Regions from separate parts of the Mus musculus genome. Here region 2 is linked to region 1. The links are chromatin contacts, called in public HiChIP or PLAC-seq maps. All regions are on one chromosome and are shown on one strand. Each heading gives the region's core, a stretch centred on a gene start, on an enhancer-like site or on the middle of the called end of the contact. The rest is flanking DNA. Distances are from core to core; before and after follow the strand shown. Region 1 holds the start of Gid8 (GID complex subunit 8). Region 2 holds the start of Bhlhe23 (basic helix-loop-helix family, member e23).

What was found. HiChIP or PLAC-seq counts read pairs in DNA pulled down with a chosen protein or histone mark.
Region 2: an H3K4me3 HiChIP or PLAC-seq map of embryonic stem cells shows a contact between it and region 1, with 30 read pairs. The contact joins the promoter of Bhlhe23 here to the promoter of Gid8 in region 1. A contact is called at or near these places in 3 of 39 promoter capture datasets (the SN4741 cell line, cranial neural crest and macrophages), 3 of 484 Hi-C or Micro-C datasets (embryonic stem cells and stem cell-derived neural progenitor cells), 7 of 115 datasets of contacts at active chromatin or transcription factors (embryonic forebrain, embryonic stem cells, forebrain and 2 more) and 3 of 9 other capture datasets (adipose tissue, liver and pancreatic islet).

What each region holds. Positions count from the first base shown.
Region 1 is chr2:180,708,519-180,712,815 of GRCm38.p6, forward strand. Gid8 (GID complex subunit 8) reads left to right here and starts at 1,708. Exons shown (of 5, transcript NM_001289652.1): 1 at 1,708-1,832. It also overlaps a transcript of Dido1 not described here.
Region 2 is chr2:180,775,045-180,779,116 of GRCm38.p6, forward strand. It overlaps Bhlhe23 (basic helix-loop-helix family, member e23), which reads right to left and starts at 1,856. Exons shown (of 1, transcript NM_080641.5): 1 at 1-1,856. The coding sequence starts at 1,699. The coding sequence ends at 1,028.

The DNA of each region.
Region 1 (4,297 bases), core at 458-2,957:
TATCTGGAAAATTCAAAAAATAAAAATTATCACCTGAGCAAAAGGAAAAGACAAAACTTGCTGGTATTTAGTGGAACTTCCCAGGGAAGCCCAAGCAGTGGAGGGGAGCATTTCACAGCCCAAAGAGAACAACAGGAGTCCGGGTGCAATCAACTGGCAAAAAAATGCCTTACATGAAATGAAGGTCAGGGTGTAGGAGAAATAGTACTGGGAGGACATATGTGACAATGTCATGCAAGCAGCAAAGATGAGCTCAAAGTCAAGCAGCTGAAGAACCCTCAACAGGAGCTAGTTTGTAGAAAAGACTAGGGGACTAGCAGATTGCTCATCCACCATCCACAGAGGCATTAACATTCTGAGTTAACCCTCTTCTCTCCTCATGATACCAGCCTCTTCCCTTGCACAAGTTTGAGTTGATAATCCAACTTTACCCAGAGTTAAAGTAAGTGCTACAAAGTTTGTCGATACCAACCTGGATAGCTTCGGGTAGAGCTATGGAGTTAAGAGACTGCCACTGTGGTCATTGTGTCTGACAGATCTGCTAAACTGGTCTTATTTTCAGTGACTCAATGAGAAGTTGCTTTCCCTGGACAGTTCATCTTTAAACAAGCACACCCAAACATCTCAGGGCGGACGGACCAACATTCCTTCCAGAAGCATTCCAGAATTTCTTTACATTACAATGACTGAATTTGCATTCACCTCCGGTAGACAATGGACACATAAATATGCAAATACCCATTTAACCGTTCCTATCCGGCAGTGTTAAAGAGCCTCCAACTTCCCCCATCCCTTACCGGAATATCTAACCCATAACAAGGCATTGGGTAAACAGGATTCGGGGTTGGGAGGAATAGGGGTCCCTTCTCCGGCGGCAGAAATCCCCTCCGCCGAAGTTCAGAGCTGGGTCCACACCATACGCCGCTAAGAAAAAAGACACTCACTGTGAGCGCCCAGAAGTAGGGAGTACCCTCGGCGGAGGGGTCCCCACTGTGAGCACTTCTGAAGCATGGATCCGCTCTGCTTCGATGATTGCCTTAGAAGTAGGGATTAACTTCGTGCATGTCCCTGAGAACCCCAGCACTAGGGAGTCACCTTTATTAGTGCCCAGAAACGAGGGAACAACAGTCTCCGCAGTCCGCTCTCCAGCGTGGCCACAAAGATCGCTCTAGGCAGGGCCGTTCTGACGCTGATCAGGCCTCGATTACAACGTTCCCGGAATAAATCCTAGGAGCTCGCTCACATCCGGAGGCCTTGTCTTTGGGACTAGAGCCTGGCGGACTACAAGCCGGGGAATGCCCTCCTCATCTCGCGCACTCCGGTGTTCACACACACCTATTACTCGCCCCACCCCCACTTCACACACACAAAAACAAGAAAAGAGCTGGGACCTTCGTTTCGAACTCAGTCTACACGTCTCCATCCCCGCGCTAGCACTCAGTACGCGAATGCCCCCGCAGCAGCCATCTTGCGCAAAAGCGATGCGAGCCTTTTGACTCTCGCGCCAACCCGTAGAGCCAGAGCCCTGCCGAAGAGTTCTGCGCAAAAACGGAAGTTGAGACCCTGGTTTCCGGCGACCGCCCGGGCGGTCGATTCGCGAGAGGATTCCATTGGTTGCCAGTTCGCATCTCGAAATCTTACGATCTCGCGAGAGGTGTCTGAGGGGCCGACGCCGGTGTAGCTACCTCCGCTCCGCGCCCCGCCCCCGCCCCCGCCGCCGCCGCCGCCTCCGCCTCCTCTATCTCCGCAGTCTCTGCCGCCCCTCCCCGGCCCCGGGAGCGGCCGCGGAGCCGCCACCCAGACACTGTCGCACGGGAGGCGGGATCCGCACGGTAAGATGGCCGCAGCGGGCCCTGACGGCCGTGCCGAGCGTCTCCGCGGGGCTCCGGGGTGGACCGAGGCGCGGAGGTCAGAGGTCGGGGGTCTGTGCCCGACAGGCTGCCCTGCCCAGGGTATCCGAAGCCCAAGGCAAGAGCGGGGATCGGGGCGGTCAGTTCTGCCCTCCACGGCCGGGCCCCGGAGCGGGAGGACTGGAGGCCGCGCTGTTAGTCCGGGTGCTGCCGGGACCCGAATAGTTACTGCAAATGTTCGCACGTCTCTGCCATTAAAGGCGCGGTGAAGGGGACAGCGGAAAGGTGAAGACGCAGCTACTGCGCTAAAAGTCATCCTCGGGGCTTAGGCTGCATCCCCGGCGACTGTGTAACCGCTGAATTTTGGGACCTCTGAGTCCTACAGAAACACTGCCCCCGTCTCTGTCCTTAGCCTTGCTTGATAACCTTTCCCGGCGCCGAGTGGAAATCGAGAGGCAAGGACCTTCTTGGGGAACATTTTTCCAACACTGATCTTTACCTTACTTCTGAATAAAAGTCGAATCGGTGAATTCTGCTGTCATCCTGTGGCATGGAGCGGCATCAACCCGGTTTAGTTTCACTTCCCGCCTCCTCCATACTACTACTACCTTTTGGGCTGCTGGGATCTTCAAGTCCGCCAGAACTAGAAATCCTGGCATGCCCCAAATTCGAAGTCTCTATAGCATTCACTGCGCAAACTCTCCACAAATGGGCTTTGGAATCGTAATGTTTTTTTAAACTTAATATCTTTTTAAAAGACTCTTGTTTAAATATCTTTCCCACAGTATGTGTATATGCGTGTTTCCCAAATTACTGTTTTTAGCGTGGGTCCCCATGACCTGTAATCCAGAGGCCTACCACACCTAACTGCCAGAGTCCTCTGCACCAGACTTGCCCTGCTCCTCCAACCTGTTTTACTTGCATCTCTCCCACGTTGCCATGCTCTCATTTCTAAGGCCTGACACTTGACATGGCAGTCTGTCCGTGCTTCTTTCTTTTCTCTTGTCCCTTCATATTCAGTCCAGCAACAGCTGCCATTAGTTAATTTGGAGGTCAAAGCTTGATCTTGGCTTCTCTTCTGATGTCCACTATACCAGCAGTAGGATATCTCTTTGTTGGACTGCTAAGCTCTTTCCATCCAGTATGCATTCCATTGTCAAACCAGAAACCAGAGCCACCTTTCAATTTTATGACATAGTAAAACAAATTAGCTGGTCCTTTGCAGTGCACAAACTAATATCTGTGAAGTGTATGTTACTGACCGAGTGAAAATGATCCAGCCCATGCTCCTAGAGCTACCCTAATTGCCCCCCACCCCCACCCCTGCTGACACGCCCTGTGGACCACCTAGGGTCCTGCCTTACTCCCTCATAAAAGAATCCCTGTGTGAAGGTCGGGTGTGGTGGCACAAGGCTTTAATCCCAGCACTTGGGAGGCAGAGGCAGGTGAATTTCTGAGTTCGAGGCCAGCCTGCTCTACAGAGTGAGTTCAAGTCTACACAGAGAAACCCTGTCACAGGAAAAAAAAAAGAGTCTCTGTATGAATCCTTGTCTTTGCTTAAGATCACAATATTTTGTGCTAAAAACATGCCATGTAGTTGTTTCATATCTGATTTTACAAAACTCATGTCACTTGTACTTCTCTTTTAATTTGTACTATTTTTCCCATCCAGTGTTGTTTTATTAAAGTGATGTGCAGCCATATTCCCTTCTAAAGCGTAGATACTTTGAATGTAAAACGTTCTTTATTTTTATTTATTTCTGAGGTAGAGTCTCACCATATCACTCTGACTGGGCCAGAGTTCTGTCTGTGGATCAACTTGCTTCTGCCTCACAAGTGCTGGGATTAAAGTCATGGCCAACACATCCAGCCAGAACAGTCTTTTTGAACCCATTTGTTGACTTGATAACATGTTTTAGCTTCCTTTACACCGAGTGTGAATATGCATGTTTGATATGCACGCTTATCATATGCTTGCTTTTACCATCATCTGTCTCTAGAGAGGCTATCAAGCCAGAACTTGTGCCATATGATCTGTGTGAAAAACTACAGCCTTATCTTCAGAACACTCATACCCAAGGGTTTGAATGTGGCATCTGTATATCGAGCTCCTTTATTCAGGCTCTTGTTGAGTGAACTTCTTAGGGAGTGGTGTCCACATTTTGCCATCTTATGCAGGCTCATCAGTGAACTGCACTTTCTTTGGTGCCAGCTGGAACTGTCTAGGTTGTAGGAGTAGGGAGGAAGGAGGCTTGTGCCATCTTATCAGTTTTCCCACAGAGGAGTTGAAGACTCCACCCTTGACTAACACTTGACTTCCTTTTGATTGCTGTGTCCTTTTTAACACCCTAACATAATGTCTAGTGTATAACTCTATAGTGATTCCCCTTAATACTTTTAGCTTCAAACCTAATCCCCTCCTTCATAGTGTGATGTCTTGGTCTCTT
Region 2 (4,072 bases), core at 606-3,105, 67 kb after region 1:
CAGTGGCCCTCTCCCGATTTGCTTTGCATCAATGAAAGCCAAGAAAACTGGGTAAATGGAGGCGGAAGCTGCTGATGGCCACAGAGGAAAACCAGGCAACATCTGAGACGCGCGGGCTAAGGCTCAGACTAGGTACAGTGGCAGGATTCTGGGCTGTGGTCCGATTTGGGGAGCGACCAGTTCCCATTCAGTCCAACACCTCACCGGGTACTCACCGGTAGCCCGGCTTCCTCCAGAAGTTCCCGAACTGGCGCAGAGGGGACTTGGTTGGTCCTGGAGCTAGACTAGACTCTTCGGCTGACCCTCCAGGGTCAAGTAGCCCTGAGCAGGTTGTGAGGGCTCCACCAGTCCCCTTGGGACAAGTAGAAAGAAGTGAAACCCAGCTCAGCCCACAGGAGGCCGGCGGTGGCGCTCCAGGCTTATTTAGAGATGTTTCCACAGACTTTTGAGGCTGGCTTGAATTTCCTGAGCCTCTGGGCAGGCAAGAATGTTAACAGAACAAGCTCAGACTTGGAAAACGTTGTAAAGCTCACCTCCTGGGATCTTCCTGCGTCTGCCTCCACGACCTCTCCAAAGGACCTCGGCGTAATTTTGCTTTTAGGCCGGGTCTGGAGTCTTGGAGCCAACAGAGGCCCGAGGTGAGGGGCCGCACCCGTCCTGAGGAACAGGTCTAGTTGAAGCAAGCAAGGCCCTGCAAGTTGGCTTAGAAGGGGCTGGGTTCCCCATCCAACGCTAGGATGTGGTCAAGCGCGATGCTCTGTGCCTGCGCTCCTGAGCCTTGGGCAGTCACCTGTCAGATGTGGGACCATTCACTAACTGCTCACTCCCGTAGCCTTTTAGCTGAGATAGTTCAGTGGATGCGGCAGGGTCTAGAGTCCAGCGCCAACTCTCTGGCTTTCTCAGACGGACTTCTCATTCTGCACCCAACAGTTCTGTAAGCGGAGTACTGGGCTTTCTCATAGAGTCCCGCCAGCGAGGACAGGGAACAGTCTAAATAGAAAGGCGGCTGCAGAGGGGATCGGAGCCCTCAGGGCTTCTCGCCGCAGTGTTTGCAAAGCGCCGAGGGCGATCCTGAGAAGGTGGCACACTTGTCTGGGCAGGGCCCGAGCGCGGTGCCCGCCGAGAACGGGTAAATCGCTGCCTGGCCAAAGGGCGTTAGAGGCGCGGCGGCCACCGGCGCCGCGAGGCCCTGGCCTTGGTTGAGGTATGCTACCAAGCGCCGCATCTCCTCCAGGGCCTGCGCCTGCATGAGGATGTAGTTTTTGGCCAGCAGAAGTGTGGCTATCTTGGAGAGCTTGCGCACCGACGGGCTGTGCGCGTAGGGGATGACTGCGCGCAGTCCGTCCAGCGCGTCGTTCAGGTCATGCATGCGTCGCCGTTCGCGCGCGTTGATGCTGAGCCTCAGCGAGCGCTGCTCCCGGGGCCGCCGCCGTGCGTCAACCGCAACCCCGGACCCTCGCCGCCGCCGCCGCCTCTCGAAGGCTTCGTCCTCGTCGCCGCTCTGCTCGCCGCTGCTCTCCACCGTCGCGGCGGGGACACGAGAAGCGGGAGCCGCCGGGAGGTCGCCACCCGGACCCGATGCACCGAAGCCGCGTGTGGTCTCCGGTCCGCGCGCTGCAGCGTAGGCGTGGCCGGTCGCCGTGTAGCTGTGGCTCAGCGCCAGGTACGAGTCCCCCGACAGCGACTTGAGCTCGGCCATGACCTCTGGAGCCCGCTACGGCAGTATGGCTTCTTGCCCTGCGGGCGCGTCCACCTGTCCAGCTGTCTGTCAGTCCCCGGGCCTGCGCGTGGCCTCTCCGGCCGGCCACCCTTCCTGCGCCTTCTCACCAAGGCGCGTGGCCGGCCGGGGCCGCTCTACCTCCCACTCGTATTGGCTTCGTTTTTAAGCTGCTGAGGCTCCCGATGGGACTTCACGCCGTCCAATCAGAGGGGACCTGCTGCCGGCATCTTCCCAGCCCCGCTCCACCCTCTATGCGGACCCACGGGCCTGAAGATGGGAGCCGCGGAACCTGAGGGCGCTTTGCCTGCTTCTTGGCCCCTCAACTGCCATTTCTTGTTTCCTACGGGGTCACTTTCCCAAAGCTCCAGTCTTGCCTTGTTCTGAGACCCCATCCGCAGGAGCTGCGCGCTGAGCGGGAGCTCCCAGCTGGGTTCTCCTCCAGGTCTCCGTATCCTTGCGAGTTGAACCAAATCAAATCATCTTCCTGTAGGCGGCAGGTCGTCGGTCCCTTCTGTCTGTCGCCTCAACACAAAGTTCTCCTGACAGGTGTATTCCAGTGTGGCTCCCGCGTTTGGGATGAAACCTTTTGCTTAGGACAGACAGACGTTTCCCTCGACTTCTGAGGTGAAGGATTCCCAGTCTTGTCCTGGGGGGAAGAGTATGATGGATTTTCTGTTTTGGCTGGGGAGTGAGGGCTGAGCAGAGGTCGCTGTAGAAGTGTCCAGGTTCCTTCTTGTAAGTGAGGAACTGGGGTTGACTTCACCTGCCCAGGCTTCAGTCTCAGCCCAGACCCCTCCCCACACAACAGATAATCTAGAGCCTGGTGCTTCCTGTGCTCCGGCTGGTCCTGAGTGTCTGGTTCCTATGTTGTTACACACTCAGGAGCAGGGGCTGTGCTAGGGGCTGGCTCATCTTTCCTAGTATGGGAGCCACGAAGCCAAAGTCTCTGCCTTATTGGAGACTCAAACTCTCTGAGGTTAGGAAAGGCAGAGCAGGTTGAGTTTCTGGTACCACCTAGTGCTGAAGGCTCCCTTTCTACCTAAAGAACATGAGGAGCTGCAGGCTGCAGGCTGGCCCTTCATATTTGTCAACTAAAGCCCCAAACATGAAGGCTGCTGAGGGGCTTGGTGCTTTTTGAGAAGTCCTCCAAGGTATGAACTTGTTAGGGCTCTGTGGTTTCAGCAAGAGGTCGATTCTCTTCAATATGGTAAGAGATGGGGTCTCCCTGGCTTCCAACTCTGTTCTGAGTTTCACCAGAAAAAGAAATTATTCAGTTGTTGGGCACTCTCTAAGAGCGCATAGATGCTAGAGGCACACTTGTGAAGTGAGTGTCGGTGAGAGCCATGTGTTTTCTGGAAGGTTCCAGGAACTCTATGTCATCACCAGTATGCAAGAACACAGATACAAACACATATGTGCTTAAGGAACATCAGACTTTGCTCTGGGCCTGGAAAAGAAAGAAACCAGACAACATCTTCTTGACTGCCAGAACTAGTTCACCATGTGGCCAGCTACACTGTGGAGGGCAGGTATCACCTAGAAGGACATCCTGGCCCAAAGAATGAGGTGCTTCTAAGAGTCCTTTTCCAAGTACTTGTCCCTGGGCTGATGGTGGTATGGGTGGGAGTTGGCAGTCCTGAGGCTATGGATCACTTCAGGCAACAAGAGACAAGATCTACAAGAGGAATAATGGGGCCATTGGGATGCAAAGATGGAAAGGCACACAGTAGTAGCACAAGCCCCTGAAGCTGTTCAGGGGAGTCTGTCTCCTTGGATGACAGGGAGGTTGGCCTCCAGAATGACATCCCAAGAGAGTAGTTTTGAAGCTGCCCCTGTGGCAGCAACTGCATAGATTGGAAGGGGAGGACAGCATTGCACTTGTCTGCTCCAGTCCAGTAGAGCTTCCAGAGCCTGACCAAAGCAGTGTGGGAGGCTAGGAAGAGAGCGCTGTTTGCACGGATCCAGGTCTCAGCCTGTGGGTGGAGGACGGCTCCTGTGGCCATGCTGAATGGGAGGCTCTTGGGTGATGTGGAGTGGATATTGTTATGAGTGGGGTGTCAGCAGGGTGCACTAAACTCTAGGCCATGGCCATGGATGTGGTGGGTCTTCAAGCTTTGCTTTAACAATGACTGCTATTGATTTGCATTAAAGATACAACCTGGGTCTATGAGGGATAGACTCTGAGCTTTCTAAACTGCCCAGCCAGGAGAGTAGATGTCCTCCAGTTAGAAGACTAATGTTAGTTGTCTGACAGAATCTATAATCACCTGGGAGGTATAGCTGAGTATTTCTGTAGGAGACATCTTGGTCATGACGGTAGGCTGAGAAGGCAGGTCTACTGTGCCCTGGGGT